Regions from separate parts of the Rattus norvegicus genome. Here region 2 is linked to region 1. Evidence: chromatin contacts called from public Hi-C data. All regions are on one chromosome and are shown on one strand. Each heading gives the region's core, a stretch centred on a gene start, on an enhancer-like site or on the middle of the called end of the contact. The rest is flanking DNA. Distances are from core to core; before and after follow the strand shown.

What was found. Hi-C and Micro-C count contacts between places; a contact is called where the count stands out from the background.
Region 2: a Hi-C map of the A7r5 cell line shows a contact between it and region 1, with 3 times the contacts expected there. The contact joins two enhancer-like sites. A contact is called at or near these places in 12 of 12 Hi-C or Micro-C datasets (the A7r5 cell line, the Rat2 cell line, Schwann cells and 7 more) and 1 of 1 datasets of contacts at active chromatin or transcription factors (oligodendrocytes).

Annotation. Positions count from the first base shown.
Region 1 is chr5:159,451,674-159,455,232 of GRCr8, forward strand. The region is part of intron 1 of Efhd2 (EF-hand domain family, member D2); the gene reads right to left. It overlaps LOC120103027 (a long non-coding RNA gene), which reads right to left. Exons shown (of 2, transcript XR_005505082.2): 1 at 2,760-3,559; 2 at 514-2,646. Among named protein-coding and RNA genes, the nearest start is that of Efhd2, 6.5 kb to the right of the region's middle. Within about 2 kb of position 1,323, at least 34 of the 93 cell types and tissues checked have an H3K27ac peak or open chromatin away from gene starts, as enhancers often do. A contact at or near this core is called in the A7r5 cell line, where this site is marked.
Region 2 is chr5:159,539,846-159,543,081 of GRCr8, forward strand. Fhad1 (forkhead associated phosphopeptide binding domain 1) reads right to left here. Exons shown (of 33, transcript NM_001044268.2): 11 at 908-1,015. Among named protein-coding and RNA genes, the nearest start is that of Fhad1, 52 kb to the right of the region's middle. Within about 2 kb of position 1,701, at least 10 of the 93 cell types and tissues checked have an H3K27ac peak or open chromatin away from gene starts, as enhancers often do. A contact at or near this core is called in the A7r5 cell line, where this site is marked.

The DNA of each region.
Region 1 (3,559 bases), core at 73-2,572:
ATCAAGATCATACACCAGATGCTACACTGAGCATTTCACATCCTTACTATGAAAACGGCAGTGACGTTGGGTTAATAAAAACCACCCTGGAGGCCCAAAGCACTGCTGCTCAATCATGAGGACCGGGTTTCAGCACCCGGGCCACCCAGCTTGTTCACAAGCACCTGTAACGCCAGCGCCACAGCGTCTGTCGCCCTCTTCTGGCCATCCCCGGTACTGCATCACATAATGCACGGACACAGTCAGGTGCGCACACGGACACAGAACACTAAATTATAAGAGAAAAACAGGACAAAAGTCCCCGCTACGCTGGAGCTGGGTGTGATGACCCTTGTCAATAATCTCAGCACCTGGAAGATTAAGGCAGGAGGATTGCAGTGAGTTTGAGGTCAGCTAGGTTTGCATAAGAGTTTTCGAGTCGGGTTGGGGATTTAGCTCAGTGGTAGAGCGCTTGCCTAGCAAACGCAAGGCCCTGGGTTCGGTCCCCAGCTCCGAAAAAAAGAAAAAAAAAAGTTTTCGAGTCTAGGTAAGGCGGTCGTACAAACAAACCCATGCTGGCTTCTCCAAGGGGTCTAGGCCTAGCTCCCTACAGAATTGGGAGGAGTGGAGTGACCTGAGGGGTAGGAAGTCAGACTGGATAGATGGCCAAGGGGCTTAGCATTCTCTCCCCCTTCTAGGCTTGACTTAAAGATCCAGCACCTTAGGGGGTCTGGCTAAACTGTAGGGGACTGGAGCCTTAAGCAGGTAGCCCCTGGTCGCCCTGCTTTCCTCCCTGTAAGGGGGTAACAGTGGAGACTGTCCCCACACCTCCAAGCAAGTGAACAACTGTGGGAAATGATGGTGTTCTCATGAGAGAGGCGAGGCTGGGGAGGCCCTCTCATCCTGCTGCCTTTCTTTCTGAGCTGGAAATGAGGCTCCAGGAGGCTCCGAGGATACAGGAAGGAAAGGTTGGCCCTCAGGGTTCATCCACCTAGCCTGGCCCACCAGCTTATGGAGGAAAATTGGGGCCCAGGGCAGGGGAATGATAATTCCACACAGCAGGTGGGATATTACTAGCTGGACTCCTCCCTCTGACTCCCACTTCCTCATAGGCCTCTGGGGCTGGGCCTGATGCTCCCCTTGGGGGCTCTTGGGCCTGGTTCAGGAAAGCCAATGTCACCAAGCTCTGATAACAAAACTCAGGCTTTGGAGCTCAGCACCTTTTCTCAACATCCGAGGGACAGGACGGCAACGACGGCAACGACGTTGTGGCTGCCTGGCACCCAGCCCACATTCCAGCCTCCCTCCCCATGCATAGTTCACACCAGGGGAGGGCTCAGCAGCTGCTGCCCTGGATGTGACAAAAAAGATCCCTCCCATCCACCCTCCCTCCAGCTGCCACCCAGGCTGACCCTGTCTTTAGGTCTGAATGCGATCTTATTCAGCCGCTCTCCCCCATCTCTGTCTGTCCTCGCCCTCCGTCCTGATAACCCCGAGTCACAAGGGTGGCATTCTCCCTCCAGACATCCTTTTCGAGGAGGCTCAGGCAGAAAGAAAGTGCACTGGCCAAGGTCAGCATGGGTGCAGGTGGGGTCCAACTGTGATAAAACAAAACAAAACAAAACCACACTATATCCGGCTGCCTCCAGACGCTGGGTTGGAGAGTCCCAGGGATAGAAAGGGTAGTGAGTGGAGGTCACTTCAGCCAGCCCGGCCGGCCGTAAGGGCCAAACTCCCAATGTGGTTTTTCCCTGCTTGGTGCCTTGAATTCCTCTGAGGACAGAGGGCTCACTGTTCCCTCAGGTAGGCAGCCCTCGCTCCCCCAGCCCCAGCCCTGCTGTGCTGGCTGAAGCGAAGCCATTATCACAGCTGTTGCCCCAGCAAAGGGGTACAGGGAACTAACCACATTCTGTCCCTTCTGGCACCCAGCCCAGGCCTGTGTTGCTGCTTCCAAATGGCCACAGGAGGATCGACTGCTGAAGGGACGCTGGTCTCAGCAGCCCCCCAGTCTCCGGCCCCCAGTCTCCGTGCTCTCTTATTACCATGAATATCAGGGGTTTAGGGACCAAGTAGTGTGCAGTGCTCACAGGCCCTCCTCTCCTGTTTTCCAGAAGGTCCAGTGAGAGCCTACAAGCTGAGAGCTACTTGCCAGAGAGCTGCCAAGACTCAGGGTTGTCTTAACCTCAAGTTTGACACCACCCACGGGCTGAGCCAAGGTGGCGATGTGGGAGCGTCTTGCCGTCGCTCTATTCTCCGCCCACCTTTAATAATCACTTATGATACCGACTATGAATATAACCCAATGTTGTTACCCACTCTTGACTCCATTCACAGTACTCCTGAAGAGATCACACAGACAAAGTCACCTGCCCGCCGTCACCAGGAAGGGAAATGGAAGTAGACAGACTGGCCTTGTACTTTCTCTTTCTTGGTCTCTTTCTGTGATGCTGGGGATTAACCCCAGGGTCCCATGCATGCTGAGGTCTTGCAGAGTGGCCCAGGCTGGTCTCGAACCTACTTTGCAGCACAGGCTGGCCTTGAGTTTTTCTATCCCCCTGCCTCAGGCGCCTGAGCAGCTGGGATGACAGGCCAGTGCCACCAGAATTGGGAAGCACTTGGGGAGATGCATTTTCTGATAGCTCCAGGTTACGAGTGAGACATGAAGGCCTGTGGACCACGTGAGGGAGAAATCAGGGTAGGGAGATAGACCCCCAATGAAGAGACTGCCTCTGCCTCTCACTAGCTGTGGACCCTAATCATCTGAGACTCAGCCTCCCTACCTGTGAAATGGCCGGTAGTATCAGGAAGGGAGCCAGCAGGACTGGAGAGATGGCTCAGTGTGGTTAAGAGCACTTGCTGTTCTCGCAGAGGACCTGGGTTCAATTCCCAGCACCCATATGGAAACTTCCACTGTGTATAACTCCAGTTTGGGGAATGCAATATCCTCCAAAGGCAAAACACCAATAATAATAATAATAATAATAATAACAACAATAACAATAAGTAGTAATAGTAGTAGTAGTAGTAGTAGTAGTAGTAGTAAGAAGAAGAAGAAGAAGAGAGTCAAGATCCTGCTACCCAGTGGGTCAACTGAGGCCTCATTCATCCGTCAAACGGCTGAGTCCTAAAAAGGACTTCCTGCTCAGCACAGCCAGGCTGGGCCCAGCTAGCCACACCTGCCTGGCCCTGCAGCCTGCTCTGTTTTTGCAAAGCTGGACTTCCGCTTTGCAAGAAGGCTGTTGAGACAGCCAGAAGGAACTCAGCGACTGCAGGGTGTGGGCACCGTTCCTTGTAAGAGGCTGTGACGTGACTAACTCCTCAGAGGAGCCGTCCTTGCAGAAGGGGGCCTCCAACCTGCCTCTGGAAGTCCTGATGACCCTTGGGCCAGGCCTGGACCTCAACCAGAAGGTTGGGAAGGAGGGAGGTGGGGCAATGGGAGGTGTAACCACCGCTCCCCCCACCAATCAGAAAGTCCCCAGGAGGGGAAGGAGAGGTGACTCAGACGCAGAGGGGAAGTGGGTGGAAAAGAGAAGAGGTCCTTGTTGGGAATACTTCCTCCCTGGGGTAGGAGGCACCTCAA
Region 2 (3,236 bases), core at 451-2,950, 89 kb after region 1:
TTTAGGTGACCGAGCTTGGAACTGAAATGGAGGTCTCTGGACAAGAAGCATGGAACACTCAGTTCAGGTGTACTGGTGGGCGGGGGGTGCTACCAGGCAGCAAAGGAGATGAGGGGGCAGCACAGGGACCATGTGACAGACAAGGGACTGAGGACCTACTAGAGAAATCACAGTGTGATGGGTTATTTGATGACAAGCTTTAAAGTCTGTCTGATGATCACCATTTGATTGAGTCTACCTCACATGTCCCGAGTGTGGGGACCAAGCCTGATTACACAACCTGGTTAGGGCTTGGATTGCCATAGAAATAGAAATTGTGTGGCTTTGATGCAGGACAAGATGGAATTATGGTTTTTAGTATTTTTTTGAGGTGACTAACCGCCCTTCTGAGACCCTGCTACAGTAGAGTAGATGCCCCTCCCAGACACAGAAGCATCTCAGAATACAAAGTGTGCCTTGAGCACCACCAGGTGGGGGGTTGGCAGAGATTCCCAACCTAAAGTGGATGTCCTGGGTTGCTTAGGCCTCTGCTCTTGGCTTTTCATTGGCTCTCCCCTCCTGCCCAGCCAGGCGAGGACTCTCTCTCTACCCTGACCAGGATCACCTCTGTCTAGCATGGACTTTATATACTCAGGGCTTTCTTTCTTTCTTTTTTTTTTCCCGGAGCTGGGGACCGAACCCAGGGCCTTGCACTTGCTAGGCAAGTTCTCTACCACTGAGCTAAATCCCCAACCCGGCTTTCTTATTTAAAGAAGAGGCATGTCCTTATGACCACCAAGAAAAGACCAGGATAAATGCATCACACCCTGTTCCGCCCCACCCCGCTCTGACACCGGAATTGGCTGCCTGGGTGTAGGAGATCCCCAGGGAACGTGGTCCAGCAAGGGGGGCTGCGGAACGCTCCTACCTGGCCTACTGCCCTTTCCAAATTCATTTTAATGAGGTTCTCTCTGTTCCCCATTTCTTGCAGCTGAAGCAATTTCCTTCTGGAATCTTCCTGAAGCTTCTCTTCAACCTGAAAGGATGATCAGAGCATGTGCTAGCTGCTGCTAAAGTGGCCGTGAGGCAGCCTCGGGGAGAGCCCTCTGTGAGATCCAATGGCTGGAGGTAGGGGGTGTCCCAGGGCAGCCCACACGGAGCAGGGGTCTACAGGGAGTCTGGTGAGGAAGCCCTCTAATGAGGCTTCGCCGCCCCCCCCACCCCCCCCCGGGGCCAAGCACCAGGCTTTCTTTACTCCCTGGGCTGGGCTGAGTTAGACCTACCCCAAGCCTGAATCTGAGGGCAGTCCCTACTAGGTCATGTGACTTCAGGGGGTTGTTTTGTTGGTCTGTGACTCGGTGTTTCACGGGGGTGGGGGTGGGGGGACTAGGACTGTCTTGAGTTACCGTGGGGTTAAGAGTGTTTGGAGTAGTGATGAGATTTTATAACTGCTCTGGGTGCGTTACTGTTGGCTGTTACTTGTAAAACTGCAAGATAAACCACCGACCACTATTCTCATACTTTGAGTCCGCAGGGGGCTTCGTAAATGTTGTTATTAGGAAGGCTGTTCTGAATAAGTCATCAGTGGGGACCACTCGGGGAGGTCAGCCAAGCAACACTTTGAAAGAGATGGAACTTGCGGAAGGAATTCAAAAGGGATGGGGGTCTGGGGCGTGGCTACTTACTCCCTCAAAAGTGCTCAATGCTACCCTCTGCTGGCCATCAGATGCACTGCATCCCTATTCACCACCACTTTTTCCAAATCAGTAGATGTGAGACAGAAAGGGCTTCTGGAGGGCCTGTTCATCCGTGATTATAATGCATTTAGAACACACTCACTCCTCATTACCCCTCTGCTCCCTCCCACATCTGTCCCTTCCTCTTCCTGACTTGTCTGTCCCACTTCCCTGGGGACCACGGCTCTAGCCCTGTATTAGAGGTAGGGGTATGTCTTTAAAGGAAGGGGTTTCATGCTGAAGCAGCCTCGCAAGCCTCTTATTGGGGTCTGGAGAGGGGTGCACCCCAAATGTACACTCCAGCACTTTCTCCAGAGCCCCGTGGGGCAGCGAAGAGCCTCTCAGACTCAGGCTGCCTGAGAAGCCTGCTCACAGCTTTGGTCCTCAATGCTTGTCCTGCAGGTCCTCCCAGCTCTAATTAAGGAGGCTGGAATTCAGTGCCTGGCCTTGGACCTGCTCTGTATCCCCAACTTAGTGTTCTCCTCCCTTCTTCCCAGCTCAAAGCCGCAGAACCAGCCTCAGTCACAGCCCAGCCCCGCCCTGGCCCTTAAGTGTCCTGCCTGCCCTGTCCCTCCATTGCTGCCACACAGAAGAGATACTTAGGAGTGGATTTAGTCCTCAGAGGTTTATTAGGTCCCCATCCTGTATACGACCTCGGGCTGGGCACTGATGACCTTTGCTCTCCTCTCCTCCAATTTATTTCCTTCTAGAGCATTCTTGACGGTGCTGCTGGGACCCACCCAGACATGAGCAAGGGCGTCTGAATCAGCTTCCTCCCATAAGCCCTAGATGACCAAAGTGCTTAGGGACACCCAGTTTTAAATTCACACCCTGGCTCAGTGGAGGGGGTGGGCTTTCAATTGAATTTAAAAATACCATTTTATTTTTAAATATGACTATGGAGGATTTGAATTTTAAAATGAATTTAATTTCAGTTTCCATTTCTAGTCACGTGTGACTAGAGGCGGTGTCGCCCGCAATGATGAGTCCCGTAAATGAGGCTTCTGGCATGGTTTTTACCCCTCTCTGAGCGTATGCTTTCACACAAACTATTCTGCTCCGAGATGCTCCCTCAACCTTTGCGTCCTCATCTGTCAAATGGGTACAACAGCTTCCAGGTCCAGTGGGCTGAGAGAACAGACAGCAATGACTGTTGCAATGCCATAGTCAGCTCTGATCTCCACATTCAGAACTGGCCACCAACCCAGTGCAGTCATTGCCTCAGTCACGGGCCTCCAGCAGCTTCTCTCTGCCTTCAGTACATAGCCCAGGCTCCAGTCTTTTTTTTTTTTTTTTTTTTTTTTCAGAGCTGGGGACCGAACCCAGGGCCTTGCGCTTCCTAGGTAAGCGCTCTACCACTGAGCTAAATCCCCAGACCCCAGGCTCCAGTCTTAATGAAAGAAACTGTGAGTCAAAGGGAAAGGAAACCTCAACAAACGGCAGGGAGGCTGGCTACATAATAACCAACCGGGTAGTAATAGTAATTACGTAATAGACTTACAGGGAAAACAATAGTCTATA